Regions from separate parts of the Mus musculus genome. Here all the other regions are linked to region 4. Evidence: chromatin contacts called from public HiChIP or PLAC-seq and promoter capture Hi-C data. All regions are on one chromosome and are shown on one strand. Each heading gives the region's core, a stretch centred on a gene start, on an enhancer-like site or on the middle of the called end of the contact. The rest is flanking DNA. Distances are from core to core; before and after follow the strand shown. Region 1 holds the start of Dnmt1 (DNA methyltransferase (cytosine-5) 1). Region 2 holds the start of Zfp810 (zinc finger protein 810). Region 3 holds the start of Mrpl4 (mitochondrial ribosomal protein L4). Region 4 holds the start of Smarca4 (SWI/SNF related, matrix associated, actin dependent regulator of chromatin, subfamily a, member 4). Region 5 holds the start of Anln (anillin, actin binding protein). Region 6 holds the start of Angptl6 (angiopoietin-like 6). Region 7 holds the start of S1pr2 (sphingosine-1-phosphate receptor 2).

The links. Promoter capture Hi-C pulls out the DNA fragments that hold promoters and counts their contacts. HiChIP or PLAC-seq counts read pairs in DNA pulled down with a chosen protein or histone mark. Capture Hi-C pulls out chosen DNA fragments and counts their contacts.
Region 1: a promoter capture Hi-C map of liver shows a contact between it and region 4, with 5 times the contacts expected there. The contact joins the promoter of Dnmt1 here to the promoter of Smarca4 in region 4. A contact is called at or near these places in 1 of 39 promoter capture datasets (liver) and 1 of 9 other capture datasets (liver).
Region 2: a contact with region 4 is called in a promoter capture Hi-C map of adipose tissue. The contact joins the promoter of Zfp810 here to the promoter of Smarca4 in region 4. A contact is called at or near these places in 2 of 115 datasets of contacts at active chromatin or transcription factors (microglia and pro-B cells) and 1 of 9 other capture datasets (adipose tissue).
Region 3: a contact with region 4 is called in a promoter capture Hi-C map of liver, with 2.8 times the contacts expected there. The contact joins the promoter of Mrpl4 here to the promoter of Smarca4 in region 4. A contact is called at or near these places in 1 of 484 Hi-C or Micro-C datasets (CD8 T cells) and 1 of 9 other capture datasets (liver).
Region 5: an H3K4me3 HiChIP or PLAC-seq map of bone marrow-derived macrophages shows a contact between it and region 4, with 4 times the contacts expected there. The contact joins the promoter of Anln here to the promoter of Smarca4 in region 4. A contact is called at or near these places in 3 of 115 datasets of contacts at active chromatin or transcription factors (the 230-238 cell line, bone marrow-derived macrophages and embryonic stem cells).
Region 6: a promoter capture Hi-C map of liver shows a contact between it and region 4, with 4 times the contacts expected there. The contact joins the promoter of Angptl6 here to the promoter of Smarca4 in region 4. A contact is called at or near these places in 4 of 39 promoter capture datasets (liver, neutrophils and pre-B cells), 1 of 484 Hi-C or Micro-C datasets (CD8 T cells), 3 of 115 datasets of contacts at active chromatin or transcription factors (bone marrow-derived macrophages, memory CD8 T cells and regulatory T cells) and 1 of 9 other capture datasets (liver).
Region 7: a contact with region 4 is called in a promoter capture Hi-C map of liver. The contact joins the promoter of S1pr2 here to the promoter of Smarca4 in region 4. A contact is called at or near these places in 9 of 39 promoter capture datasets (the C10 cell line, cranial neural crest, embryonic stem cells and 5 more) and 1 of 9 other capture datasets (liver).

What each region holds. Positions count from the first base shown.
Region 1 is chr9:20,950,386-20,954,417 of GRCm38.p6, forward strand. Dnmt1 (DNA methyltransferase (cytosine-5) 1) reads right to left here and starts at 2,594. Exons shown (of 39, transcript NM_001199431.1): 1 at 2,323-2,594. The coding sequence starts at 2,402.
Region 2 is chr9:22,305,885-22,309,352 of GRCm38.p6, forward strand. It overlaps Zfp810 (zinc finger protein 810), which reads right to left and starts at 1,754. Exons shown (of 8, transcript NM_145612.2): 1 at 1,665-1,754.
Region 3 is chr9:21,000,805-21,004,525 of GRCm38.p6, forward strand. Mrpl4 (mitochondrial ribosomal protein L4) reads left to right here and starts at 1,933. Exons shown (of 9, transcript NM_023167.2): 1 at 1,933-2,193; 2 at 2,280-2,346; 3 at 2,450-2,600. The coding sequence starts at 2,137.
Region 4 is chr9:21,614,650-21,618,683 of GRCm38.p6, forward strand. Smarca4 (SWI/SNF related, matrix associated, actin dependent regulator of chromatin, subfamily a, member 4) reads left to right here and starts at 1,520. Exons shown (of 34, transcript NM_001174078.1): 1 at 1,520-1,751.
Region 5 is chr9:22,387,013-22,391,017 of GRCm38.p6, forward strand. It overlaps Anln (anillin, actin binding protein), which reads right to left and starts at 2,194. Exons shown (of 24, transcript NM_028390.3): 1 at 1,958-2,194. The coding sequence starts at 1,975. It also overlaps a transcript of 9530077C05Rik not described here.
Region 6 is chr9:20,877,507-20,881,394 of GRCm38.p6, forward strand. Angptl6 (angiopoietin-like 6) reads right to left here and starts at 2,204. Exons shown (of 6, transcript NM_145154.2): 1 at 2,097-2,204; 2 at 543-1,097. The coding sequence starts at 1,088.
Region 7 is chr9:20,975,226-20,978,852 of GRCm38.p6, forward strand. It overlaps S1pr2 (sphingosine-1-phosphate receptor 2), which reads right to left and starts at 1,568. Exons shown (of 2, transcript NM_010333.4): 1 at 1,373-1,568.

The DNA.
Region 1 (4,032 bases), core at 1,344-3,843, 660 kb before region 4:
CTATGGAAAGGACACCCCCTGCTCAGGAAAAGAAATCCCTCACCTTGCAAGGTGTGAATGTCTGAAATGAGACCTTAGTTGAATTCTAACTTGTGACCCTCCTGCTCCTGCCTCCTGATGTTACAGGCCATGGCCACAACATCTCACTAAAAAGCATGATTTGATTTTTGAATGACACAAGGTTTACTATATTTCAGAGAAACTGTCAGTCTGGGGCTGGTGAGATAAGAGGAATGCTACCAAGCTTGATGGTCTGAGTTCCCATACCCAGAATCTTGTGGAAAGGCCAGTTCCTGCAAGGGGTCCTGACTGCCACACAAGCTGTAGCATAGACCCACATACACACTTAAAGACTTACAATCCAAATGTTGAAGATACTATATTTTATATATCCAGAGGAACTATGCACACTTCTATTTAAACAAACTGCCATTTAAATACAGAATAGCAGCATGGACGGAAGCTACCTCGAGGCCTACTCAGCTCCTGGACTATCCTCCCAAATGCAGGTACCTCTCAAATCTCATACTGTAGATATTTTGCTAGTAAGTTTTTCTAAATCAAGAAAAGCTAAGCTAGGCACAGTGTCACATTCCTGTAATCCCAGCACTTGGGTAGATACAAAAGACCAAGGCTAGCCTGGGTTAGACGGCCAGCCGGAGGCTAGCTTGGCCTACAGGAATCCCTTCCTGGAAATGAAAACAAAGCATACACAGGTAAACCAACCAACCCGAGAACAGGAAAGACAAAAGACAGAAAGGCAGGTTACAGACTGTCTAACTTTAAAAAACCAAATACTTTAATTATGTATGTATTTTTTGGTAGTAAAAAGAAATCTGTTGAGGTGTCTCACAAAGGCTTCAGATTTTTATGCCTATACAATCAAAAAACAAGCATTCAAAAAACGAACCCAAACCATCATGATGGCACATGTCAGTAATCCCAGCACTGAGAAGACACAGGCAGAGAGAGAGAGAGAGAATCCCAGGCCAGTCTCCAATACAAGTGAAAGGGCTGAAGGTGTAGCTCAGTACAGAGCTTCAGGTCCAACCCTGGGGGCGAGCTGGGGGCAGGGGTGTTTGACAAGGGGAATTCAGCCGCTTCTCCCACTTTATCCCCCAAAGCTCAAATGGGAATCGGCCTGGCATCACCCCAGTAAACTAACCCCCGGGATAGCAAAAGCAGACTCAGAATCGGGTTGGGATGTGTCCAGCACTAGCAGGGCACCTATGACTAATGCTCAATGACGCGCGGGACAAGCTTTCAGGAATGAACGGATTGACGATGCCCTTCTGGAACAGGAAGCGGGATCCAGTGTTCCCGCCAATCCTTGCACACAGCCGTCCTCATGGAGGCGTGGAAGGTACTAGTGGAGGGCCCATTACCCAGGTCTTCCTTGATTGCTTGGGGAGGGGGGGGGGAGAGGGGGGATTCATATGCACTGAAATGGGGGACTTTACCTGCCATCCCTCACTCCTCGAAATAAACACTGGACAATGTAAAAAGCTTCCTCGATGGCGCCAGGACCGAAAGAACTGGTTTACAGGGGCTAAAATAATAGGGCGGGGGCCGAGACATCTCACTACCATTCATCTTTCCTTCCCCCTGATAAACACTTTGAATGGAGTTAAAGGTTTCCTCGATTGCTCTGGGATCTCGGGACAGAGTTATGTCACTGCCAAAGTGGAGGGCCCATTCTGCAGCACCAGCTCTTTCCAGGCAGAGTCTCTTTGATAGCTCCAGGATCGCAGGAGCTCCTTTACGTTAGGATGAAAACAAAACAAAATCCCACGAGGGCTTCAAGCTGCCCAGGCCCGGCCCGGCAGGATGAGAGAGAAAAGGTCCTAGGACTTGACAGCGGGGCTGGGAAGGAGGGCCCTTCTGAACCAGGGCCAGGGGAACCGGCGGAGGGACCCTCGGGTGGGCGCGGCGGGATCTGCAGGGCACCGGAAGTGGAGGCTGGAGCGGAGTGGGGGCTTCAGGGTGTCCACAGGCCGGGAGAGGGGCACTTCCTGCACACCCAGGAGCCTGGCTGACCAAAGAGGGGAACCCCTGAGGGTGTCCCCAAGCTTGTTCTATTTCAGAGGGCTGATCCCCTTGCTCCCTCAAGCTCCCAGTCAATGGGCTTGCCAGCACCCCGGCCCCCACCCATTTTGGCGCCAACAGCTAAGGGCACGCGCGACAGGAAGCACAGCCCGCGCCAAACGCTGCCCCGCGCATGCGCGCCCTGGCTGTCAGCGGCCGCAGGGCCACCCGGAGATACCCCCAATATATGCCTCGGCATCGGTCCCGCCCCTCACCCCCACCCTGCGTGGCACCTACCGCCTGCGGACATGGTCCGGGAGCGAGCCTGCCGGGGAGGCAAGCGCAGGCACTCGGGCTGGAGCTGTTCGCGCTGGCATCTTGCAGGTTGCAGACGACAGAACAGCTCTGAACGAGACCCCGGCTTTTTCGCGCGCGCGGAAACCAATTGGGAGGGGGCGGCGCAAGCGGAAGCAGCATGTACCACACAGGGCAAGAGAGTGGGGGAAGACCATGCTATGCCCGAAGGGAGTGCGCATGCGCGCAACGGAGGCACCCACACCTCCTGGCTATAGTGGGCTCGTCCGTGCTGCGACTGGCGCCACCCACCTCCCCCTTGCCTGAAGAGGTGGCTCGGCACTTGAGAGCAGGTAGTGCTGCTCTTGCAGAGGATGACTCTGGTTTGCTTGCCAGCACCCGCATCCAGCCGCTCCAAGCCCCTGTAATTCCACTTCCAGGGGGTCCTACAGCCTCTTCTGGCCTCTATGGGCATTGCACTCACATGCACAAACACAACTTTAAAAAAAAAAAAATCTTTTGAGTCTGGCAGAGGCTGTGGCATGCATGCATTTGATTCCAGCACTCAGAATGCAAAAGCCAGAGGATCTCTGTGTATTGAGCCTGGTCTAAAAACAAAATCTTCTTGAAAAAGGAAAAAGGTAGGCGGTGGTGGCGCATGCCTGCAGTCCCTTACACTAAGGAGGCAGAGGCAGGCAGATCTCAGTTTGAGGTCAGCCAAGTCTATACAGTGGAGTTCTAGGACAGCCAGAGCCACACAGAGAAAGCCAGTCTCAAAACAAAACAAACAAAAGTGGGCTTGTCTGCGCAGTGGCTAGCTTCCTCCCTGGAGAGCACCCACCCACATCCAGCCACTCGAAGCCCTGTAACTCCACTTCCAGGGGAAGGCCGCTGTGGACACTGCTCTTAAATGCACCAACAATTTTTTAACCCAAGATAGGCTTGACTTTACTATCTATACAATAGATAATATGGTTGATCTTAAAGTTCAGACCTCCTGCCTCTCTCTGGTCTTGAGTGATGGATTTATGGGTATGCCCCACTGTAACTACCATCTTCACTGGAAGATGAAATGTGTGGTTCTGTAGTGTCTAACTATATGTCCATGATCCATATTTCTGGAACTTACATCTTCAGAAGGAGAAACTATAGGCATAACTCTATCCCCCTCCCCTTCTGCTCATCTTTTGTTACCATTTTGGTAAGAAATACATGAACCCTTAAACAAAAGGCCTCCCGTCTAACCCCATCTTCACCCCCTTGTCCTCTAAAACGACCATGAGCACACCATCTGGACTCTTCCTCAGTGGCTTCATCTATCAGAGCTGAAATCACCTCCTTAAAAAGATAATTCAGAAGTGAACTGGACCAATATACCAATGAAGTAGTATAGTGGTAAGGCCAGGAACCACTTCTGCCATCTGGGTTTAATAAAAAAAAAAAAAGCAGATCGCAGAGAAATGATATTTTCTATTTACCTTCCACATGGTATGGAAGGATTTAGAATATACAGTTCAACAGCAGAATATTAACCTCACAGCAGAAGCCTTGGGAGTCATCCCTAGCACCAGATGAATAAAAGAATGACCGAGGACCAGAAAGACAGCTGAGAGAACTGAGCCAGAAGTAGTCTCCCTCTGACCATGTGTGTAAGTTGACATCACATACCCACGCACATGTACACAAATGTGAAATTGTTAAAGAACTTTTCCC
Region 2 (3,468 bases), core at 504-3,003, 690 kb after region 4:
TTGAGCTTCAGCTGACAAGACTTCGTCAGACTCCAGAGGAAGGGGTCCTGCAGAGGGGGGGGGGGGGCTTCCTTTCTCTTCCCATTTGCCTTAAGGTTTCTCCTTTCTATCCGGTCTGTCTTTGCCTTCACTCTTCACATCTCCTCAAACCTGAGTCCTCCCTCAGAGCTGATCTTCAGGATCAGATCTCTTTTCAGTTGTCCCATCCTCAAATCCCTTTCCATCAACTCTTTCTCAGATTGAGGCATCCTCTCCCTCAGACCCTTACTTCCTCCCTCAGGCCCTGGCCTCCTCCCTCAGGCTCTGGCCTCCTCCCTCAGATTGTCACCTCCTCTCTCAGGTCCTGGTTTCCACCCTCAGGCCCTCACCTCCTCCCTCAGGCCCTTATTTCCTCCATCACACCCTGCCTTCCTCCATCACACCCTTTCTCAGGCCTACATCCCTCCTACAGACTCCTCAGTTCTTCATTCATCCTCTGAGACTATAGGGGTATTGGCAAACACTGTCTCTCCCATCCCTTTGGGAGTCTCCTTGAGTCTAGTAGACACCAACTTCTGAGTTCTATGACTACCCTGGCTGACCAGTGACAGGCACTGAGGAAGTCATTCATACTTAGAACCATTCCCTGGCCTCAACTTACCATTCAGTAAAGTGTCCAGAGAGCCTCTATCCCATCTCTACTTAGGGTTGAGAGTCGCAGCAAGGAGAGCTATTGGCTCTAGGCTTCATAGAACAGCCAACAGAGAAATGCAAACAGAGGTGGGGAAAGAAAGACGGCCAGGGAAGCAGAGTGCTGGTTCATGTGCTCAGGGAGATCCATCCCTCCCCTCCGCCTGCCAGGCGGCTTTCTGCTTCAAGAGATGCTTGTTGTCACCTCTGCAGAGGTGAGGGGTTTACCTTTCTCTACTTTCTCGGTCCCTAGGTCTTCAATTCTTTTTTTGCCTCTGGGAAGAAACCTGGACACCTAGATTCTCAGCCCAAGGCATTGACATTCCTGTTCTGTGGGGGCTGGGCTGGCGACAGAGCCACTTCCCTAGTATGCATTTCCTAGGCTCCATCACAGAGAACGTAAGGTATTCAGAGAATAGGTAGGTACTCAGATTCCAACCCATGCCCTAGAGAACGGGACCCAAGAAAATACATGCCCTGAGGGGAAAAGGTGAGAAATCAAGGGACTAGCGTCTAAAATCAGTACAGTTAAAAACTAAATACTAAAATCAGTACAGTTAAGAACACCCTTCAGTGCGATCCTGAAATTCAGAAACAAGCCACAGAGCAAGGGGCATACAGGGCTGAAGGTGATGGGGCTGGGTCGTGCAGAGTCGCGGGGCCAGGAAAATCCTGGGGCAACCCTTCACTGGGGCCAGGTAACCTGGGGGGTCGGTTGCTGGCACTGTCCAGCTGACACAAGTCCTTTCAGAACAGCTGGTTGCAAGAATGTGCCGCAAGCCCCAAACCCCGCGGGGGACTTCGGTCCAAGGACCGTGACCTGCGCTCCAGTATCCCAGCCAGGGAGAGCACAGCGGCGGGACTCGAGTCCCCACGCGAGGACCAGGGACGCGACAGGACACTCGGGGGGCCCAGCCCCCACCCCACAGCTGGGGTGCGGAGGGCTCGGGCTTCGGACTCTGCAGCCGCCGGCTCCGCGGGGACGCCGCGCTCACCATGGCGGAGTCGAGACACCCCGCGTCCTCGCTGCGCGGCGCAGACCCGTGCCGGTACCGACAGAGTCCCCCGAACCTGGGACACCGGCTCCAGATCCCAAGATGGTGGTATGCTGTCACGTCAGAGACAAAGGCCGGACCGCCAAAGCCCGCCCCCTTCCCTTTGTCTATGCGCCCGATTGCGCGTTTCTCACCCCGGCGCCTTCGATTGGACAGGGTTTCAGTTCTCATCCGGCTCAGACCTGACTGACAGAAGCTGGCACCAATCCATGAGTGCATAAAGCAAGCCAACTTTATTCCCACCGTTTAAAAATGACAACTTCTCGCTCCGCAGGTATCCTGAGGTATGGCATCCTGTGCAAGAGCCCACCGCCACCTGAACGCTTGCATTTAGCCTTGTACAAAGGGCGGAGATATCGTCCTAGGGTCTGGATCGAGTTCAATCTCCTTTGCCAATTAAAGAAGTGAGACAGGACCAGCACCGCAGGTAGCAACAGGAAAATAATCTGGCCCGACAGTGGTGGCGCACGCCTTTAATCCCAGCACTTGGGAGGCAGAGGCAGGTGGATTTCTGAGTTCGAGGCCAGCCTGGTCTACAGAGTGAGTTCCAGGACAGCCAGGGCTACACAGAGAAACCCTGTCTCAAAAAACCAAACCAAACCAACAAACAAAAAATAAAAAATAGGGCTGGTGAGATGGCTCAGTGGGTAAGAGCACCCGACTGCTCTTCCGAAGGTCCAGAGTTCAAATCCCAGCAACCACATGGTGGCTCACAACCATCCGTAACGAGATCTGACTCCCTCTTCTGGAGTGTCTGAAGACAGCTACAGTGTACTTACATATAATAAATAAATCTTTTAAAAAAAAAAAAATAAATAAATAAATAAATAAATAAAAACCTCAGACACAGTAGGTAGCAGCAACAGGTATCAAATTTTAATAAAAGTTAAAAAGCACCGCCGGGTGGTGGCGGCGCATGTCTTTAATCCTATCACTCAGGAGGCAGAGGCAGGCAGATTTCTCAGTTCGAGGCCAGCTTGGCCTATAGAGTGTTCCAAGAACCAGGGATACACAGAGAGATCCTGTCTCTAAAAAACAAACAAACAAAGCACACAAACATAGCCAGGCACATCCAGACCGAAGCAGAAAAAGGACAACACTTTTTCCCCTTGGGTTTTGAAATATTTTGGAGGCTAACCATGAGTCCCCCTTTCCCTAGTTTAGGATTGGTCAGTTACAAAGAAGAGTATCTGATAGGCCCATAGCTATAGGTAAACAAATCCCTGTCTGGCCTTGAGCATCCAGAAATGGGTCATTGCAGCCAGAGTAGAGGTGGGGGGAGTGGGGGATGGGGTGAGGAAAAAGCCAGAAATTTGCCATTTTTGTTCTTTAAGGTCCCCTTTTCTGTCTGTCTGCCTGTCAGAGATGTGTCTAGTTCCTGATCCCTTGGTTATATCATCTTATGAGTTATTTTTAGGTATATCTTACACAAATGGGAAGTATTCGACCAGCTTTATAAATTCCATGCACATTCTTTCCAACTTTGCTCTTTTGAGGCGAAAGGCTGTGCTTTGAAATGGGCAGCAATCCCCTAAAACCCCAGTGTCTGATACAAATAAAGTGGGGGACAAATTATAAAATGTCTTAAAGTGAGGTTCTCCTCCTTCCCCTGATGGCCTGTCCCCAGCTTTCATATTAGATATGTCCTCAGAAATCTAAATAAAAATGTTGTAATATTCACATAAAGAAATCAAAAGTAATGAAATGGATTATAAAAACAACCATTCAAAAAGCCATGATATGT
Region 3 (3,721 bases), core at 683-3,182, 610 kb before region 4:
ATTAGAATCCATAATGCTGGTTACTGAATTTTCATCTCAAGCCAGGAATTCCACCCTTTGTACTCCTCATTTACAAAAGAATCACAATTTTCCCATTATCCAGGTGATGAAAAGGAGGTTGGCTCAGAGACCAGAGTCCAAGCTCTGTCCAGCCCTCATAGTGGATGGCAGTGAGCCAGGTGTAAGCTCTCAGCACCCCCTGAAGGTCAAGTGTGGAACAGAGACAAACCATAAACTCTTTCAATTATCTTTGGAGAGGTTCTTAGTGAGGTGATCTGGATCTGTTCATGAGGTAATTTTTTTTTCCCCTCTGCCCTGGGAGAGTCCTAGAAGGACAGGGGGCAGGATCCTGGATTAGATGTGAGTGGAGGGACACAGGGCTGATAGGAGGGATTTCAGAGGGATATAGCCAGCCCTGGAGAATCTAAGAAATACTGAAAGCTTTCTGGCAGGACTTTCATTTAAAGAATCAAACACATCTGGAAAGAGGAGGCTGGAGGATTTCAAGATTACATACTGGAGTTCTCTCTCAACAAATAAATAAACCCCATAGGGGCTGGAGAGATGGCTCAGCTGCTAGGGCACCTAAACTGCACAAACATCTTGATCTTTAGCACTAAATAAACCAGCATGGTGGCACATACATATAATCTCAGGACTCTTGAGGTGGGGGGCAGAAGAATCAGAAATTCAGCCGGGCATGGTGGCGCATGCCTTTAATCCCAGCACTCGGGAGGCAGAGGCAGGCGGATTTCTGAGTTCGAAGCCAGCCTGGTCTACAGAGTGAGTTCCAGGACAGCCAGGGCTACACAGAGAAACCCTGTCTCAAAAAAAAAAAAAAAAAAAAAGAATCAGAAATTCAAGGTTACTCTTGACTACACAGAGTTCAAGGCCAGCCAAATCAGACCCCTTCACACACCAAAGAGAGGGGGAGGGAAGATCAGATAAAATTAGATTCACCTGGTCATGTAAGCATAGCGGTGCAGACAACCAGCAATCCAGACCTCCGGAAGCCAGACAGGGAGACTCTGAACTCAAGGTCATCCTTGGCTACACAGAGAAGCCTTGTTTACAAAAGAATAGGATGGCGTTTGAGATGGCTCAGCTGGTTAGGTGGCTTGCCACCAAACTGGATGGCCTGAGTTCTATCCACAGAGTGAAAGGAAATCGCAACTCCCTTGAGTTGTCTTCTTACTTCCACACTCAAACACAAAAATAAATTAAGAAAACTAAAATAGGAGCTGGAGAGATAGCTCTGTGGTTAAGAGCACTGTCTGCTCTTCCCGAGTTCGATTCCCAGCAACCACATGGTGGCTCATAGCCACCTATAATGGGATCTGATGCTCTCTTCAGGCATGCAAACAGAGCACTTATATGTATAAAATAAATAAAATATTTCTTAAAAGTAAAAAATTAAAATACATATATATTGAAAAAGCGAAAAATAGCCACATGACATGGACATGGCACACACCTTTAAAATTTTTTTCTTAATTTCCAGACAGGGTCTCACTCTGAAGTCACTATGTACTATATAGACCAGGCTGGCCTCGAATTGCAGTGTTGCTTCTGAGTGCTAGAATTAAAATCATGCAACACCACGGCCCAGCCCAGCACACATCTTTAGTCTCAGTACTCAGGAATCAGAATCATGTGGATCTCTCTGAGTTCGAGGTCGCCCTGCGCTGCATAGGGTGAGTCAGGAGTGAGACCCTTACTCTAAAAGACAAAAGTCAATTCATATCAATAATGGTAAAGGGAGAGAAAGACACAGGAAAAAAATGTAGGCAAAATACGCAGTGTAGCAGGAGGCTCATCCACGTTCAATAAAAAAGATAAACGCTTATTAGCCAGGTACCGCCCAGGTATGGGCGGACCCTCCATCAATACTTGAGGTTCATTGGTTAAAAGAGAACCGCGTCTCTGGGGTTTGCTTCCCGGCACCCGGCTCTGGCTCTCCGGTGTCGGGGCTTCCGGCTGTCAAGTGGAGCTGATCCACAGCCTCAGGCTTCGGGACCTGGCGCTGATGGCGGCGGAATCGCCTTCGTGACGTACCCGGCGCACATACGACGTCATCAGCCACCGCCGCGAGCGTCCGTACCGCAGCGACCTCGGCGCTGCGAGAGGTCCTCCGAGATGCTGCGGTTGTTCCAGGCCGCTTCCCGGGCCTCGCTTCGACTCTCTGGCTCCCGGGTAGGGCACTGAGCTGAGGTCAAGGCCGGAGGTCAAAGGTTGAGAACCTCCGAGAGCACCTCTAACTCCCGCCTGTCATTTTCCAGGTCATCCACTCTCTAGCGGAAGGCGCGGAGCGGCCGGCCGAGATTTCAGAGCCGCGAGATAGCGCTGGTGAGACGACCGGGACCTTGACACACAGAGTGGGGGGAGATAGCACAGAAGGTACTGAGCTTTGATCCTGACCCTTGACCGCTCATTTGTCACCCCCCGCCAGGTCTCCTAGATCCTGTTTTGCGCAAGTGTGAGCTCCGGATCCCAGTGCACCGGCGTCCGGTGCAAGCCTGGGTCGAGTCTCTCCGAGGCTTTGAGCAGGAGCGCATCGGCCTGGCGGAGCTGCACCCCGACGTGTTTGCAACGGCGCCTCGGTGAGTGCAGGGTGCAATGGGAGGAACTTGCCGTGGTTTCTCCACTTGACAAAAGGGGTGATCAGTTTCGCTGCTACAGGGCTGGAAGGCGAATGACTCAACCCTGCTGTCACCCTGACCTATTACATCCTGCCTTGCTCTCTTGTGCTTGGGTCTCCGTTTTGTCAGACCTCAAGAAGTTAGGTGACAGCCGGGTGGTGGTGGCTCATGCCTTTAATCCCAGCACTTGGGAGATAGAGGCAGGCAGATTTCTGAGTTCGAGGCCAGCCTGGTCTACAAAGTGAGTTCCAGGACAGCCAGGGCTACACAGAGAAACCCTGTCTCAAAAAACAAAAACAAAAACAACAACAACAACAACAACAAAAGAAGTTGTGTGACGACTAGGTAGATTAATCCACAACAGAGAAAATTCTCTAGAAGTGTTTTTTATTAGGGCTGGAGGTGTGCACTGTTAGAGGGCTTGCCTGCATGCACCTTGTCCTGGGTTCCCTTCTATAGCATACACATGTCCTGGTAACCCACACCTCTAACCCCACCAGCACTGTAGAGGTGGAAATAAGAGAATCAAGAAATTAATGGTCAAGGTTGCATAGTGAGTTCCAGACCAGTCTGGGCTACATGACACCATAAGTAAAAATAAAAATACTGGGCTGGTGAGATGGCTCAGTGGGTAAGAGCACCCGACTGCTCTTCCGAAGGTCCGAAGTTCAAATCCCAGCAACCACATGGTGGCTCACAACCACCCGTAATGAGATCTGATGCCCTCTTCTGGAGTGTCTGAAGACAGCTACAGTGTACTTACATATAATAAATAAATAAATCTTTAAAAAAAATAAAATAAAATAAAAATAAAAATACTAAGTACTGGAGAGATGGCTCACTAACTGCTTTCCAGAGGTCCTGAGTTCAATTCCCAGCAACCACATGGTGGTGGCTCACAACTATCTGTAATGGAATCTGATGCCCTGTTCTGGTGTGTCTGAAGACAGCTACAGTGTGCTCATATGCATAAGATGAATAAATAATCATTTAAAAAAGTAAGTAAATTCTATTAACATGATTTAAAAAAAATGACATCTAAGAAGGCCAGATTTTTCAGCATTTGTCTGTAATAGCAGCAT
Region 4 (4,034 bases), core at 270-2,769:
CTGAGCTGTGTGTGTTGGGGGTGGGGTGGGGTGGGGGGTGGTGGTGGGGAAGCAGAGGCAGGTAGATGTCAGTTCGAGGTCACCCTGGTCTCAGGATCCAGTTCCAGGTCAGCCAGAGCTACACAAAGAAACTCTGTCCTCGAAAAACAAAAACAAAACAAAACAACCAAGCGAAAATACCATGATAGTTTGCCAGTCTTGGTATCTTGGGTCTGTAACCCTAGCGTTTAAGAGGCAGTAGCAGGCCAGTGATTTAATGGCCTGAAACATTCTTTTTTGTTCTTTGTGGCAGAAAACACCCTTTTGTTTGTTTACTTAGAGAAGGTCTCACTTTGTATCCATGGCTGCCCTGGAACCTCACTATGTAAAAGACCAAGCTGGATTGGTACATGCATGCAGCACTCAGGAAGGAAGATGTCTGAGTTCGAGGCCAGCTTAGTCTAGAGCAAGTGCCAGGACAGCCACGGCTACACAAAGAAAACCCGTCTTAAAAAACTAAAGACAGCCGGGCGTGGTGGCGCACGCCTTTAATCCCAGCACTCGGGAGGCAGAGGCAGGCGGATTTCTTGAGTTCGAGGCCAGTCTGGTCTACAGAGTGAGTTCCAGGACAGCCAGGGCTACACAGAGAAACCCTGTCTCGAAAAACCAAAAAAATAAAAACAAACAAACAAACAAACAAACAAACCATAAAGACACACAACAAAAACAAGTAACACCTTGGTAACAAACTCAAGAGATCCACCTGCCTCTGCCTCCCGAACACTACCAAATATTTTAAAAACTCAACCAGAGGCATGAATCTACAGATTTGGACAGAGTTCTATGCTCCAAGGCTAATGGCTTTCTTGGAAATCAGAAGTTAAATTGTGAATATGGCTGTTTCTACCTCACACTCTGTATTTTACTTATTCATTCGGTTGCCTCCCCACAGACTGTAATAGAGGGCAGCAAGTAGCCGATAGCAGCTCAATAAATATTTGTAAAGCTAATTACTGGGCCTCAGCAGGTTCTGCAGGAAATGTGGCCAGGGCAGAGTCTTGCAGAGCAGGCAGGGCAGCGCCAGAACCAGGATCAAAGCGTTTCCCGGGCCTGCACTTAGCACCGCGTGGGCTCTGCCGGTCCTGGGATAGCTTGGCCATCTCTCCGCTTCTCTTTCCTCCCTGGGTGCTCCAACTGCTCCGAGCCTGAGGACTTTAATTTCATCCTTACTATCTCCCATCTGGACCACCCACCCCCTCCCCCAACCTTTAAGCGTCGCCGCAGTGCTACCCCCACTGCGCATGCCTCCCGGCTTGAGGCCCAGTTTCGTGCCTGGGAGGTAGATGTGCGCTTGCGCAGAGCCGCCCCGAGCCCCCCACAGGGGCGGTGCACCAGGATCTTGTGCAGCCTCTGGGCCCGCCCACCTCCTCGCGCCCTCAAAGGACTAGTACGCGTGCGCACAGCGAATGGCTGAGCATGCGCGCAGAGAGCGGAAGGGTGGGCTGGCGCGCGCACGAGGCCGGCCGGGCAGCGGAAGCAGGGCAAGTGGAGCGGGTAGACAGGGAGGCGGGGGCGCGCGGCGGGCGCGTGCGGTGGGGGGGGGTGGCCTGGCGAAGCCCAGCGGGCGCGCGCGCGAGGCTTTCCCACTCGCTTGGCAGCGGCGGAGACGGCTTCTTTGTTTCCTGAGGAGAAGCGAGACGCCCACTCTGTCCCCGACCCCTCGTGGAGGGTTGGGGGCGGCGCCAGGAAGGTTACGGCGCCGTTACCTCCAGGTAAGGAATGGAGGCTCCCGGGCGGAACCAGGCTCCCGGGGCTTGGGCAAGACGGTTTGAATGAAGCGGAGGCGCCGGGAGGGGGAGGGGGCAGCTGGGCGACCAAAGCGGGGTCGCGGTACGGCGGCGCCTGAGGGTCAAGAAGCCCTGCGCGCGCGTCTCAGGCCGCAGTGCAGCGAGACCGCGGCGGCTTCCTGACTGTGGCCGGCGAGGCGGGTGGCTCTGGGCCGCGTGAAGGCCGCGCGCGCGTTCTCGTAGGGTCTTGGACAAAGCTTCTTCCCTTTGGCGTTTCAGAGATCCAGATCCCCCACTTTAATTTCTGTGGACCCCAACTTTGAACAGTGGCTAGGTGTCGTGGGCTTTTCTGGCCTCGTTTGTAACGGGTGGGATCCCAATGCCCTGTGGTCGGGCGTCGGGAGCAACATTTTTACCTCAGTTATTGATGCCCAGTGTAGCTTGGACACAGTCATGAGCCCTCTTCGGTCTCCAGACCTTACTTTCTTCATGTTTATTATTTTTTTTTTTGATAAATTTCATTATTGCAGATTTTGAAGGAAAAATAAAGAATTTCTTCCATGGCTTCAAAATGTTTGCCTAAAAAGTGAAAGATGCCTGGGGACGTTTGCTCTCGGCGGCATTGTTTTTCTTTTGAGTCCCTTGGCCCTTCCCAGTTTTTAAGATAGGGTTTTTTATTTTAAAACACCGAAGGCAAGTGTTTTGTGCGGGTCCGAAGACATCTACTTGATCCCTTTTACCTCCAGTGACTCCTCAGGAACTAGAAACAAGTTTTTGTTTGAACTGACAGACAGCCTTTGAGTTTGATGCCCAGCGCCGGCTGCTGTCAGCTTGCTGTGTGGCCTTAGGCGAAATCGCTAATCTCGCCAAACCTCTTGGTTTCCTCCTTTGTACAAGGGAATTACTTTCGCTGTTAGGATTGGGAAGAACTAGGCAAATCGTTCCTACATCATCATTATTCTGATTTTGAAGACAGACTCTTATAACCTAGGCTGACATCCAGCTCCTCATGTAGACCAGGCTGGCTTCATCCTCACTTTGCTGCCTCCACCTCCCAAGTGCTGGGATGATGTTCAGCCAGGCTTCCTGCCCTGTTCTTTGTTCTTGACTGGTCCAGCAGATAGTTGAATCTTTTACTTTGTGTTACATGTCTGGTAGGGGAATGGGCAGTAAATATGGGGACGTTTCTCCTTGGCCTGCATGTGTATTAATTCATTAAGAAGTTTTGGGTTTGTTTTGATTCTCCTGGCCCCCTTCTGTTCTCACTGTATAGTCCTGGCTGTCCTAGAACTCTGTTACCGGCTGCCCTCAAATTCACACAGATTGGCCGCCTCTGCCCTCTGAGTACTGGGATTAAACTCTTGCATTAGCAAAGCCCTTAAGGCCACTTATGTTTTATTTTTATTTATTTATTATTTTTTATTTTTTAAGATTTATTTATTATTATATCTAAGTACACTGTAGCTGTCTTCAGACTCTCATTTCGGATAATTGTGAGCCACCATGTGGTTGCTGGGATTTGAACTCAGGACCTTCTAAAAGGCAGTCAGTGCTCTTAACCACTGAGCCATCTCTCCTGCCCTTGTTTTTTTTTTTTTTTAATTAATTCAGTTTTGTTTGTTTTTTGTTTTTCCAGACAGGGTTTCTCTGTATAGCCCTAGCTGTCCTGGAACTCACTCTGTAGACCAAGGTGGCCTTGAACTTAGAAATTTGCCTGCCTCTGCCTCCTGAGTGCTGGGATTAAAGGTGTGTGCCACCATGCCCTGTTTATTTGTTTTTTTGAGACAGGGTCTCTCTGTGCAGCCCTGGCTGTCCTGGAACTTGCTTTATAGACCAGGCTGACTTCTAGCTGAACTCAGAGCTGCCTGCCTCTGCCTGGGATTCACACTGAGCCACCAGTGCCAAGCAGTTTAAAGCATTACAATTCCTTATTTATTTGTGTGTGGAGGTCAGAGAGACTTTGCCGGGGTCATTTCTCCCCTCCTTCATGTGGTTTCCCGAGATTGAACTCAGGTAGTCAGTTTTCAGTGCAAGTTACCTGTTGAGTCATTTCTCCTTTCCCTAAGTCTTAAGTGTGTTGAATTTTTGAGGTGTTGATCAAAGTTGATCCTGTACATGCTAGGGAAGTAAGTGTCCTTCCACCAAGCTAGTATCCTGCAAGCATTGTTTTGATTTTGCTATTTTTTTATTAATGTGGGTTTTTTGTTGTTGTTTGTTGTTTTGGGTGTTGTTAAGCTTGGAATCCATGGCACTGTGCATGGTAGACAT
Region 5 (4,005 bases), core at 944-3,443, 770 kb after region 4:
TTAAGGCATGCACATTTTCAAACACATTCTAAAAGAACCCAAACAAGAAGATTTTTTGGTCTGAGTTTTGAACTACTTTCAAAAGGATATTTTTAAGTTAAAGGACAAATTTCAACCAACTTTCCAAAGAGTTTTGTTCCTGTATATAGCACTATTTTAAGTAATTTTATTCTTTTAGTCACAAAATATCATTTTTAAAGTCAATACTATCTAGAATTGTGGTAACTTTACTGCATGCAAGTTTTAAGAATGCTTTCAATAAAAAATTCAAACTCATAAGTCAATGTGCAAACACACACACATATAAACCTTGTCTTGGAAAATGATTATATATATTAGTTGCATTTGGAATAACAGGCTGGCTTGAACTCAAGAGATCCTCAGGCCTCTGCCCGCTGAGCGCTAGGATCAAAGGTATGCGCCACAAAGCCTGGCTCATATAAATAAAAATTTAAAGATTCAATGTAAGTGACAAATATTTGGTGAATAATTGTCCCTATTCGCTATAGCTGCTACAAAATATGTCGTGGCTGCTTCTATTATTATTAAAATGAATTTTTTTCAAATTCATTTATTTGTCTGTATAGGGATACCATACACAAGTATGTCTGGGTACCACATATGTATCTGGGGTCCCTGGAGGCCAGAAGAAGACATTAGCTTCCCCGAGACTGGAGTTACAGGCTTTTATGAGACTCAAATGGGTGCTGGGAATTGAACCTAGGTTCTCTGGAAGAGAAGCCAGTGCTCTTGGCAGCTGAGCCATCTCTCCAGTCCTCTATTAGAAATTCTAACGTTATCAAAATGTTGTTTTCCTCAAGATAACTGAGAACTTCAAACGGAGCACAGGGTGTGTGGGGCAGCATAACTGTCAAGTTGAAATCTTTAATTGTTGAAATCCTTAACTAGTATCTTGGGCTTAGCTTATGGAATTGTTAACTACACTACCCAAAATAAATTATTACTATCCTCTACGACATTTTTCAATGTAGTACAGAAACACTGTATGCCCACTTTACAAAACTCACAAGTCTTGAAATTTAAAGAACAGCTTGAAGCAAAAGAAAAAGAGGAACTGTCCTGCAATAAAAGAATGGGCCAACAGCAACACGCAATCCTGAATGTCGGTGTACAGCTGCAACGTGAAGCTAAAACTAGGCATAAATAATAAGATTAACAACGGAATCTAGACCTTATTTCCAAGGAAGAGATGAGGAAAGCATTGTTGAAATGATACGCTACATAAACACTGAGGTGTACCAACCCTACAGCATACACTTATAATTTTGTTTTGTACACGCTGAGGTAACTATAAGCCCTGTTTCCTTTCAACCAGTATCAACCCTGTGCATGAGACTTTCTTTCTAAAGTTAGTAGAGCCGTGACTTATGAAGGACGCCAGGCTAAAGCACCTGCTCATTTAGACTTCGGTGGTTTCATCACAGGATTCTTAAGCGCTCAAGCTCCTCTGGGCCTGTGAAGTCCTTTATCACTTCCATCAGATTCCAAGCACACAGTACGAGTCACTGGGCCGACTCCACCCTGCCAACTATTCCAGCTTTAGGGCAGGGCTTGTCCCACTAGGCCCCTGAGCGGCACTCTCCCGGGTCACAGCAAGACGGATGAAGGATGGAGGGAAGCGTGCTTTAAGTCCCGGGAGCCGGGGGGGCAGGCTCAAGCCAGAGCGCCCAGGCGCTCACACCCCGAGCCAGCACTTGGGGGAGTGGAGGAAGGCTAAACGACTACAGAGCTCGGGGTTTGCATGGGGTTTTTGAGGCCCTGCCTTCCCCAGAGCCAGGGACGGAGCAGCGAAGCCGGGGCGGCTGCGACCCCGCGGCTTCCGTCCGGCTGCACGCTCGCTGTGCGCACGCGCCACGCTGGCCGCAGGCTGACAGCGCGGGCGGGGGTCCCGGAGTCGGCAGGGGTCATGGTTCACAGCGCCCGCAGAGTCTCTCACCTCGGTAAACGGGTCCATCGCCCCAGGCCTCACCAGTGGACGGCTAGACGGTGGGTCCGACGGTTCAAACTCAGGAAGAGGAAAGAAGTGAGTGCAGGCTCGGCGCAGCTCCTGGAGGAGGACTGCAGTCGAGGCGGCGGGCGCTCTCACACCCAGTCGGCTCTGCCCTCCGCACCCACGGAGTCGGTAGGCTACCACGGCCGTTCAAAATTTGAATTTCAGCGCCCCGGACGACACGCATGCGCGCGGGGTGGGCGGGGCCGGGCGGGCCGCTTGCCCCCGCCCCTGAGCTAGGTCACGTGATGCGGCCAAGTTGGGACTGGTCCGGAGCTGCGAGCACTGCTCTCTCTCCTCCGCTTGGGTGGAGACGGTTCTGCCGTTGAACTGCCTAGGGAGAGGGCCCTGCCATCCCGCACGCACCCACGCACGCCGTAGCGGGTCCCTTCCTGACTCTGTCAGCTCCCGCCGCCCTGCCTTCTTCCTCCGTGGGCCTTACGAACCCGGTCCGGCCCTCTGGCCTTTGGGCCTGATCCTGCCACCAGAAGTGGGACTAGACAGCCAGCTTGACCTCCTGAGAGACCACTCTGGCGGGTCCCCACACTCTCAGCCAGTGACTAGTTCTTTGTTTGGTGGGGAAAAGAGATGACAGTAACAGACCCTTCGGTTTTAAATCCCAGTCAACTACCCAAAGCCAGCAGTGAGAACACTTTGAGAGAAGGGACAATCGGAAAGTCCATATTTAATAAAAGTTCCCGTTTAACAGGCAGAAAGCAGGACAAACTATTGCACGAGTAACTTTTAATCTGACTTTCCTTTTCCTCTTCCTGGGAGGGTCTTTTGGAGACCCTCACAGTGTCTTACCATTTGACATTCTGCTAGGCTTTCCAAGAATGTGTCTAAAAAGATGGGTTGCCAAACCTCTGGTAGTAGAACTGTTTGCCTTTATACGTCAAAAGGTCGACAAAGCACCAAAATCTCTGTGCCTAGGTTGGTGCTGTGAGAGCTAAAGTCCTTACGAGATTGTGTAAAACAGATGTATGGTAGCAAGGTTTATGGTTGAGTCTCTGTGTCCTAAATGAGTCCATAACAGGATCAACTGTGCTTATTGAACAGAAAAACTGAAAGTGTTGAAGGGTCAAGTCCAGAATCAAAGCTAAATAAAAATAGGAAGCTTGGGGCCAGCGACAGAGCACATGCTAGCTATGAGGGCGCTTGCTACCAAGTCTTGGGACCTGAATTCTAGACCCAGAACCAGTTCCAGCAAATTGTCCTCTGACCTGCACACACACACACAGGAAATAAATTAATGATGTTTTTCTAAGTAATAAAGAATTTAAAAATGTATAGATTGTAATAAACTGAATTTGGGGCATGGAATAAGAACTTCTTTAAGAGCAACTTCTAAGAATTCAGATCCTTGGGACCACAGTATAACAAGAATAATAAATTTCCTTGGTGCCTTGGAGCTGTGAAATGATAGAAAATGGAAGGAGCTTTGTTTAAGTGTGTGGTGTGTGGGGTTGTTAGAATTTGCTACCTATAAACCAAAGGGAACGGATGCCTGAATTTTTTTTCAAGCACTGAACAGGAAAAGGGGTGTGGGTACTTGGGGTGTGGCTGTGTAGGTCAGTCTTGGGAATGAGTCATTGGAAATTTATGTAGCCGTTGTGCCTTCGGGCTGTTGCCTCTGTAATCCTTGGTTTCATTGTAAACAATTTGATTCTAGCTAGCATGGATAAAGCAGTATTGCTACTCTAAACTTGTAGGTTTTTTTTCCTACTACCACGCCCTGTAGCGTTGACCTTTCATTAATGTCTTGATCATAGTGGTAATAAGGATAGCAGCACCCACCAGTACAATAGCTCCCATGTATGAAGCTGGTCTATCCCAGAAGCCATGCTACAGATTCAAGAGCACACCCCTAGACCACTGCAGTTGTCTCCTAACATTTCTGTGTGAGTCTCTGACCCATAGCAGTTCTTTCTTAAGCTTATAAGCTGGAATAACTTTTCTCATTTAAAAAAAAAAAATCAGGCTGGTGAGATGGC
Region 6 (3,888 bases), core at 954-3,453, 740 kb before region 4:
TAGTTACAAGAATATATTGTCTTAGGGACTGGAGAGCTGACTCAGCGGTTAAGAGCATTGCCTGTTCTTCCAGAAAACCCAGATTCAATTCCCAGCAAGGTGGCTCACAGTCATCTGTAACTCCAGTTCCAGATCATTTTTAGCCTGTATACACACTCTATACACACATGGTGCACAAACACATATCAGACATGCATCGGTCCACACACATTAAGATGAAAATAGATCCTTAAAAGGATATGCAAGCCTGGTGTGGTGGCGCACGCCTTTAATCTCAGCACTTGGGCGACAGAAGCAGGTGGATCTCTGAGTTCAAAGTCAGCCTAGTGTAAAGAGTGAGTCCCAGGACAGCAACGACTACACAGAGAAACCCTGTCTAGTAAAACTAAAAAAAAGAAAAAAAAAAGTCCTTGTGTATGATGAAAGTGCTTGTAAGCCTAGGAGCTGTGAATATTTTCGTGCAGCCAATGAAGCTCTCCCCAATCATTCACCCAGATGAGCAGTGGGTGGTGCCCCTGACACGGAGCGCGCGGCACAGCTACCTGCTGCTGTCCCCGTTCCGGGCCCGCGCACGCGCGTTGCAGGCGGCCGAGGAGGCTGCTATGCTGGCTCATGAGCTGCGCATGCTCACGGAGCTGTGCGTCCAGCTGCTGCAGGCGTGCCGTCGTCCGGCGCGCTTCGGCCTCAGCGTCCAGCGCGCGCTCGGCTAGCAAACCAAGTGCAGCAGCAGGCTCCGCCCCCAGGTCAGGCTCCGCCCTCGCCTCCTGCTGCAATTGCGCGCGCAGCTGGCCCAGGCGCGTGTTCAGGGTGAGACTGTGCTCGCGCAGTGCGCGCACCTCGTCCGCGAGCGCACCACCCTCCGCCGCACGCCTTTGCAGCGCGCGCAGCAGCTCCTCGTGGCGACCCAGGCGCATGCGCAGCGTGGCCAGTTCGCTGTCTTGGGTGGCTTCTGAGCTCCTGCAGACGGCGCTAGTTGCCTTCTGCGGGGACAAAACTAGGGTGACGCGGCAACGCGCGGCACCTCCGAGCGCCCTCCAAGCGCCCAGCAGAAGCAGCAGTTGCAGCTTGCGTAGCCTGGCGGTCCCCATGGCCGTCACCTGCAGTGAAGAGGAAAGAGACTACTGTTTTAGCCTAGACGGGTCCCAAAGCTCCAAGGTAGCCAAGGAGAGCTAAAGTATTGATCCCTGGGCGTCACTTCCTACGGTTGTACTCCACAACAGAGCTGGGCTGCAGCTCGCAGCGCAGATTGTCCGTTTACCACAGTTCATACAACAACCAGAATCATTTTACACCCCAAATCCCTCTCCATCCTCGGTTCCGGACACTTGGACCTGGTCACCTCTCCCCTCAGAACCTTCGGTGGCCCCCACTTAAAGAGAAAACTTCCATTTTGCGTGGGGGGCGGGGCGTGCAGGGGATGGAACATCCATCACTCATGCTGGGCCCCTCTTTTCTAATTTGAGACATGGTGTCACTAGTAGCCCAGTCTGTTACCGAACTAGGTTAGGATGCTACTGCCTGGGCCTCTTCATCCCTAGATGGCTTGTGTGTGCCACCATACCAGGTTAATATTCGTGACTCCCCACTCCTGCCCTGCAGAATTCACACCCAGGGCCCTATGCCACCACTCCCAGGCACTCGGGCACACACTTGGACCTGCTCAGAAGAAACCACAAGTGCAAAGGTCCTGGAATTGGATCTCATTTCAGATGTGCTGAAAAGAAGACATAGCAAAGAGGCCTGTGGGGTGGCATAGAAGGGAAGTGAGAGAGCCGTGGAAACTTCTGAGCTAGAGGCAAGGTACATCAACTACAGTGGCTGCTCATCAGGCGTCAGCTCCCAAGCACTGGGCAGTCTTGGGCACATGTGGCCGCCTTCGTTGGCAAGCTTGGAGTAAATGAGAGACCTGGGAGCCTCCCTGTGCCCCCCCACACACAACGTATACACACACACACACACATACACATACATACATACGCACATACATATACATGCACATACATAGACAACATACATACACACCCGTACACACACAATCAAGACCAGATGCACTCTACAAACAGCATCTACCTACATCCACTCCTACCCACTCTCACCTCTCACAGCCCAGACGCTGGCTCCAGTGAGGTTTGCGGCAATTCCACAAAATCTGAGGAAGGCCTGAAGGACCAGGACGAAGGACCGGGAGTCCTTCTGGGTGAGTATCTGGGTGCAGGAGACTGAAAAGACAGAAGCCGAGAGAAGACTTGGAAACCACCCATCCCCCAGAGCATGGATGGAGCCTGGGAGCACAGCAAGTGTAAATATTTAGTATTTCCAGTGTGAGAACCCTGGGCAGAATAGCCAGATCCCCTTGCCCAGGCCTCCGGAGCATGATAACAGAGGCCACTGCCCTACGAGTCTCTTCCTTTCTCTCAGGCTCACAGAGCATGGGAGGCCCTAGGCCCTGGTAGACTTGTGGGCTCCAGACTCAGACAACCATGACAATGATGATGTATCAGTGAGTACCCTGATGCCTGGCGCTGGGGACACCCTTAAAGGGGTAAAACTTTCTCATTTAACCCCAGCAGCCAGTAGAGGTGTGAGCCCCTGCCTAGAATCCCCCAGTGAGGGGCTGGGGGTGTAGCTCAGTAGTAGGACACTTACAAAGTCCTTGGTACCCAATATTGCCAGAAGAAACAAAACCTTAGGATGTGGTAGCACAGACTTAATCACAGTACCTGGGAGGCAGCAGCAGTTGGAGCTCTGTGAGTTCCAAGCCAGCCAGTGAGCCCCTGTCTTAAAAGGGAGTGGGAGTGGGTGTTAGATCGGAACTGATGAAGGCAACATGGAAATAAAAGCCAGCATCAGCTCAACAGAGCAGGCAGTCCTTTACTAGAGAAATGGAGATTGTACGAGGGGCAGGGGGCTTGGAATGTTAGAGGACACAAAAGGGAACATTGCGGAGGAAGATTTTATCTGAGGGTTGTTTTATGTTGACTTATTAGTCGTTAGTCTTCTCCTGGCTCCTGCCTGCAGATGCTCTCATTACTATGTTGGCTTTCTTGTCAGACAAGATGTTTCTGTCCATATGCTACCCAGCAAGTTTTGGAGCTGTCCGAGGCTCTTTGCTTTAGATCCTTGTCTTAGTCATGGTTCTTCTGCTGTGAAGAGACACCATGACCAACTTATACAAGAAAGCATTTAATTGGGGGCCTGGTTACAGTTTCAGAGGGTGAGTCTATAACCATTATGACAGGGAGCATGGCAGCAGACAGACAGATAGACAAACATGATCCTGGAGCAGTAGCTGAGAGCTTGCATGCTACACATAAGCAGGAAGCAGAGGAGTGACCTTTTTGTTTGGCTTCAGACCCTGGGACAGGGGACAGTGTGTGTGTGTGCACACACACACGCGAGCATGCACATGTTTTGCATACCAAAGCAGACCTGGCTTCTTTTTTTTTCTTTCTTTCTTTTTTGTTTCTTTGGTTTTTCAAGACAGGGTTTCTCTGTGTAGCCCTGGCTGTCCTGGAACTCACTTTGTAGACCAGGCTGGCCTCAAACTCAGAAATCCGCCTGCCTCTGCCTCCTGAGTGCTGGTATTAGAGGCGTGCGCCACCACTGCCCAGCTCAGACCTGGCTTCTAAGTTCTCCCAGCATCCCTCAGTCCCAACCTGGCACACCCTGCCCCCAATCCTGCAACCAGAATCTTCTGCGGCAAAGCTTTTATTGCTTACTTATCAGGAGGGAAGACCCCGAACCGGGGAAATGGCGCTGCTTGTATAGCCCACAGCGTGACGTTTCAGCACCTGATGTGGTGTGACAGCTCCTGATTCGTTGCTCGCCCATCACCCCATTACTACACTGCGAGATGGGCAGTGATAGGCGTGAGTTCACTCTTGCACT
Region 7 (3,627 bases), core at 318-2,817, 640 kb before region 4:
GATTAAAGAAATAAGGCATTTTACCCAGCACAGCCCACCCCTAATTTCTATCAGAGCATCTGACTTTATCATCGGAAATGATCTTGTTTTCCACAGTATCGTGTGAGGCCAGCTACCAAGTTCACCCTCAGCCTCTCTTGCTTGGTGCAAGCGAGGCAGGCGCATGAATGAATGAAAGAGCCTGAAATTGGGGGGCTCGTTCGCATGCAAAGCATGGGGACATCTCCTGGCAGCACCCCTACCCTACCACTATAGGAAGCTGAAGCCGGGCGCGTCTCCTTGGCGACAGTAAGACCCGCCTGGCTCAGGCAGCACTCTCCAGCTCCTTATCAGGCCGAGGAATGCGTGGTATCCACACTCGCTTGCGCTGGGGCGGCGCCATCTCTCTCTCCTGAGACCCCGACACGCGCGCAGGATGTCCCTATCCTGCACAAAGCAACAGGGGGTGGCCACATTTCTGCACCCCACCAGAGGCCCCCCACATCCAGATTCCTGGGGCACTGGAGAGAGTAACTACAGCTACTTCATTCCCTCCCCCCCCCTCAGTGATGCTCCCATGTTGCCCCGCAGGGGACAGTAGGCTCTGCGGGTGTCGCCTCGGGCATCTAACAACAAGGATAGGGACGGGGGTGGGGAGGTGGAAATCCCCGGGTGAGTCAACCCATGCTCTAGAGGGGGGCGAGGTCCCAACGCCGTGTAGCCCGCGACAACGCGGACTCCACGCCACGCGTGCCTTCCTTCACTCCTACGCCCCATCCCTGAGCTAGGAAAAGGAGACACCTGGACTTTGCAGTTAATGTCCCTTTCCTTCGATACAAAGTGATTCTTCCGAAAGAGAGACTGAAAGAGAGGGGCAACTAACTGGAAACTGAGGCAAAAAACTAGTCTCACAGGCGGTGGGGCGACGGCCTTCGCCGGGGACCCCGCCCATGAACTCTGAAAGCTTTCCCCGCTCGCTCGTCCGTAGCACCTTTCATCCTAGCCGGAGACAGAGAAGAAGGGATGCTGCACCTCTCCCCAACAACCTCACTGCCCCAAACCCTGCTTCCTGAGAACCCCCATCCAGTCTTGCAAAGTCTCCAGCTCAAAGCGCTCGGATTCCGCCTTTCTCTTCAGCGCCAACTTCCTGCCCGAAGGAAGGCGGGGAGCTCAGTCTGGGGGTGCGCCACTGAGTAGGTGGCGAGCTGCCTGGAGTAGTGGGCAGGGGCGCATGGTAGATGATCTGTTCCCTCGGTGCAGCAGAGCCTGGAGCAGCGCGTGCAACGCCTGTACGAGCGCCTGACCCCGGACCGGGCCCCCCAGCTGGGATCTCAGGGTCTCCGTGAACCGCGGCCGCCCAGATCGGAACCTCCCCTCTGCCCCGCGCGCTCACCTGGCTAGGCCGGCCGGGGTCCCTGCCCTGGCCTGAGTGGCCTTGGCGTCTGCGCCCCGGGACAGCCAGTGGTTGGTTTTGGAGACTGTTGGCTGTGCTCGGTCTATGTCCCGGAGTTGGGGACCCAGGACAAGAGAGAGGCGGGCAGAGCCGCTGCCTCCGGCCCCAACTCCCTGCTCGCCCCGCCCTCCTCTCCTCCTCTTTCCGGCGGCGACTTGCAATGAATTCCAGATGTGGCCCGCCAGTTAGCCAGGGCGCGCACGGGGGAAGAGCAGGGCCCCTTTGTCCACACCCCCACACACACACTCCTGCCCTGCTCCTCCCAACCCCCACTCGTGAGAACTGCCGTGGCATGATGTCACGGCCGCGTGACGTCACAGCTCTCTTAACCCAGGTGACCTAGTACTGAAACAACTGTATTCCATTTGGCTTAGCGCCAGGCTAATGCTTGGGACCTGGAAATGGAGGAAATCACACTTACCTACTATGTGAGAACTCAGCAATTCAAGATTAAGCACCTACTATGTGTTTCTACAAGAAATAAATTCCTACACTGTATCATACCCAGCCCCCCAAACAGAAGACTTGGTAAGAACTCCCAGATCCAACTGGGCTTTGTGGCACATATGCCTGTCATTCCAGCATCTGCCACCTGGGAGGTGGGAAGATCAGGAGTTCAGGGTCCTCTTAGCAACCTTAAGCCACTGCCTGCTCAAGACCCTTTCTGAAAAACAACAGGCAGGGATGTGGAGGCAGGTGGTTGAGTGTTTGCCTAGCATGCATCCTCAACACTGCAAAAATATGGAATGGTGGCTTGGGCCTCTAATTCCAAACTTGTGAAGTAGAAGCAGGAGGTTTGTTTTAGAGTTCAAGGCCAATCTGGATCACATGATCCTGTTGGCTCCTTCCCTCCAAACAACTCAGGGTGAAAAAAAAATCCAAAATTAGAGTGAGTGACAGAAGGTCAGCTGTCCAGCTCCACTAGGCAGGGAGGGGAAAGGGCTTGTCTGGAAGCCTGACCTGAGGTCAGTCCCTGGAAGCAAAGTTGGCCTCTGACCTCCACAGGGCACACTGGCATTGCTGCACCTACATTCATTCACTGATACATGTACAATAATAATAAATGCATTTAAAAAAGAATAACAAAACCGGGCGTGGTGGTGCACGCCTTTAATCCCAGCACTCGGGAGGCAGAGGCAGGCGAATTTCTGAGTTCAAGGCCAGCCTGGTCTACAGAGTGAGTTCCAGGAGGCTGTGAGTTGTCAGTGGGTAAGGCCTTGCCTGGGACCCACAAGGTGGAAATTGAGAACCAATTCCTGCAAGTTGTCCTGTGACCTCCAAGGCCTGCTGCTGAGGCACATGCACACACCCACGTACATGTACACACCCACGTGCATGCACGCACATGGGTATAAAGTTAAAATTAATAAATTTTTAAAAGGCGCTAAAGAGGTGCCTCTAATGGTCAAGAGCACTTCCTGCTCTTGCAGAGAACAGAATGTCCCAGCACCCACAGACCTGACAACTTCTGAGTCCAGCCCCAGGGGATCTGACCCTTTCAGCCTCAAGGGCCCGTGTACACACATGCACATACCCACAATTACACATAATTAAAAACAAAAAAAAATAAACACACAAAAGTGTAAATTGCACACCCAAACATAAGCTCCCTAAGAGCGAACAGTGTTTCCCTTGCTGTGTTTAACATTGTGCCTTATGTCGGCATTGAGATGTTTATGGAGGCAGGCGGCTCAGTGTTAGTTACAGTACTTCCTCTCATGCACAGGGCCCTGTGTTCTGTCTCCAACACCCCAAAAATAAATAAGTAAGCGGGTCACTGTTTGCAAGCCTAGCATCCCTGCACTTCAGTGGGTGGAGGCAGGAGGATGGGGAGTCCAAAGCCCTCTTCTGTTCCATAGCAAGTTCTAGGTTTATGACTTGCTAGATAAATTAAGCCTTTCCGCAGGGTACCGGAAGTGGCAGAACAATGGATTAGAATCCCCTATTGAGGGGCTGAGGGTGTGGCTCAGGGGTAGAACACCTGCCTATGGTGCACAAAGGCCCGGATTCTGTCCCCAGCTTGGAAAATAAGACGAAATGAAATGAAATAAATAGGTACCACTCGTGCATGGGAGTGAAACAGAGTCCTTGCATTGGCCATCCAGCCACTCCATGCTTCAAACACTAAAGGCTGGAGGCAGTCAGTGCACAGCATGCTACTCCCTCTCCCCATGGATCTGAGAGCTGTGTAAATG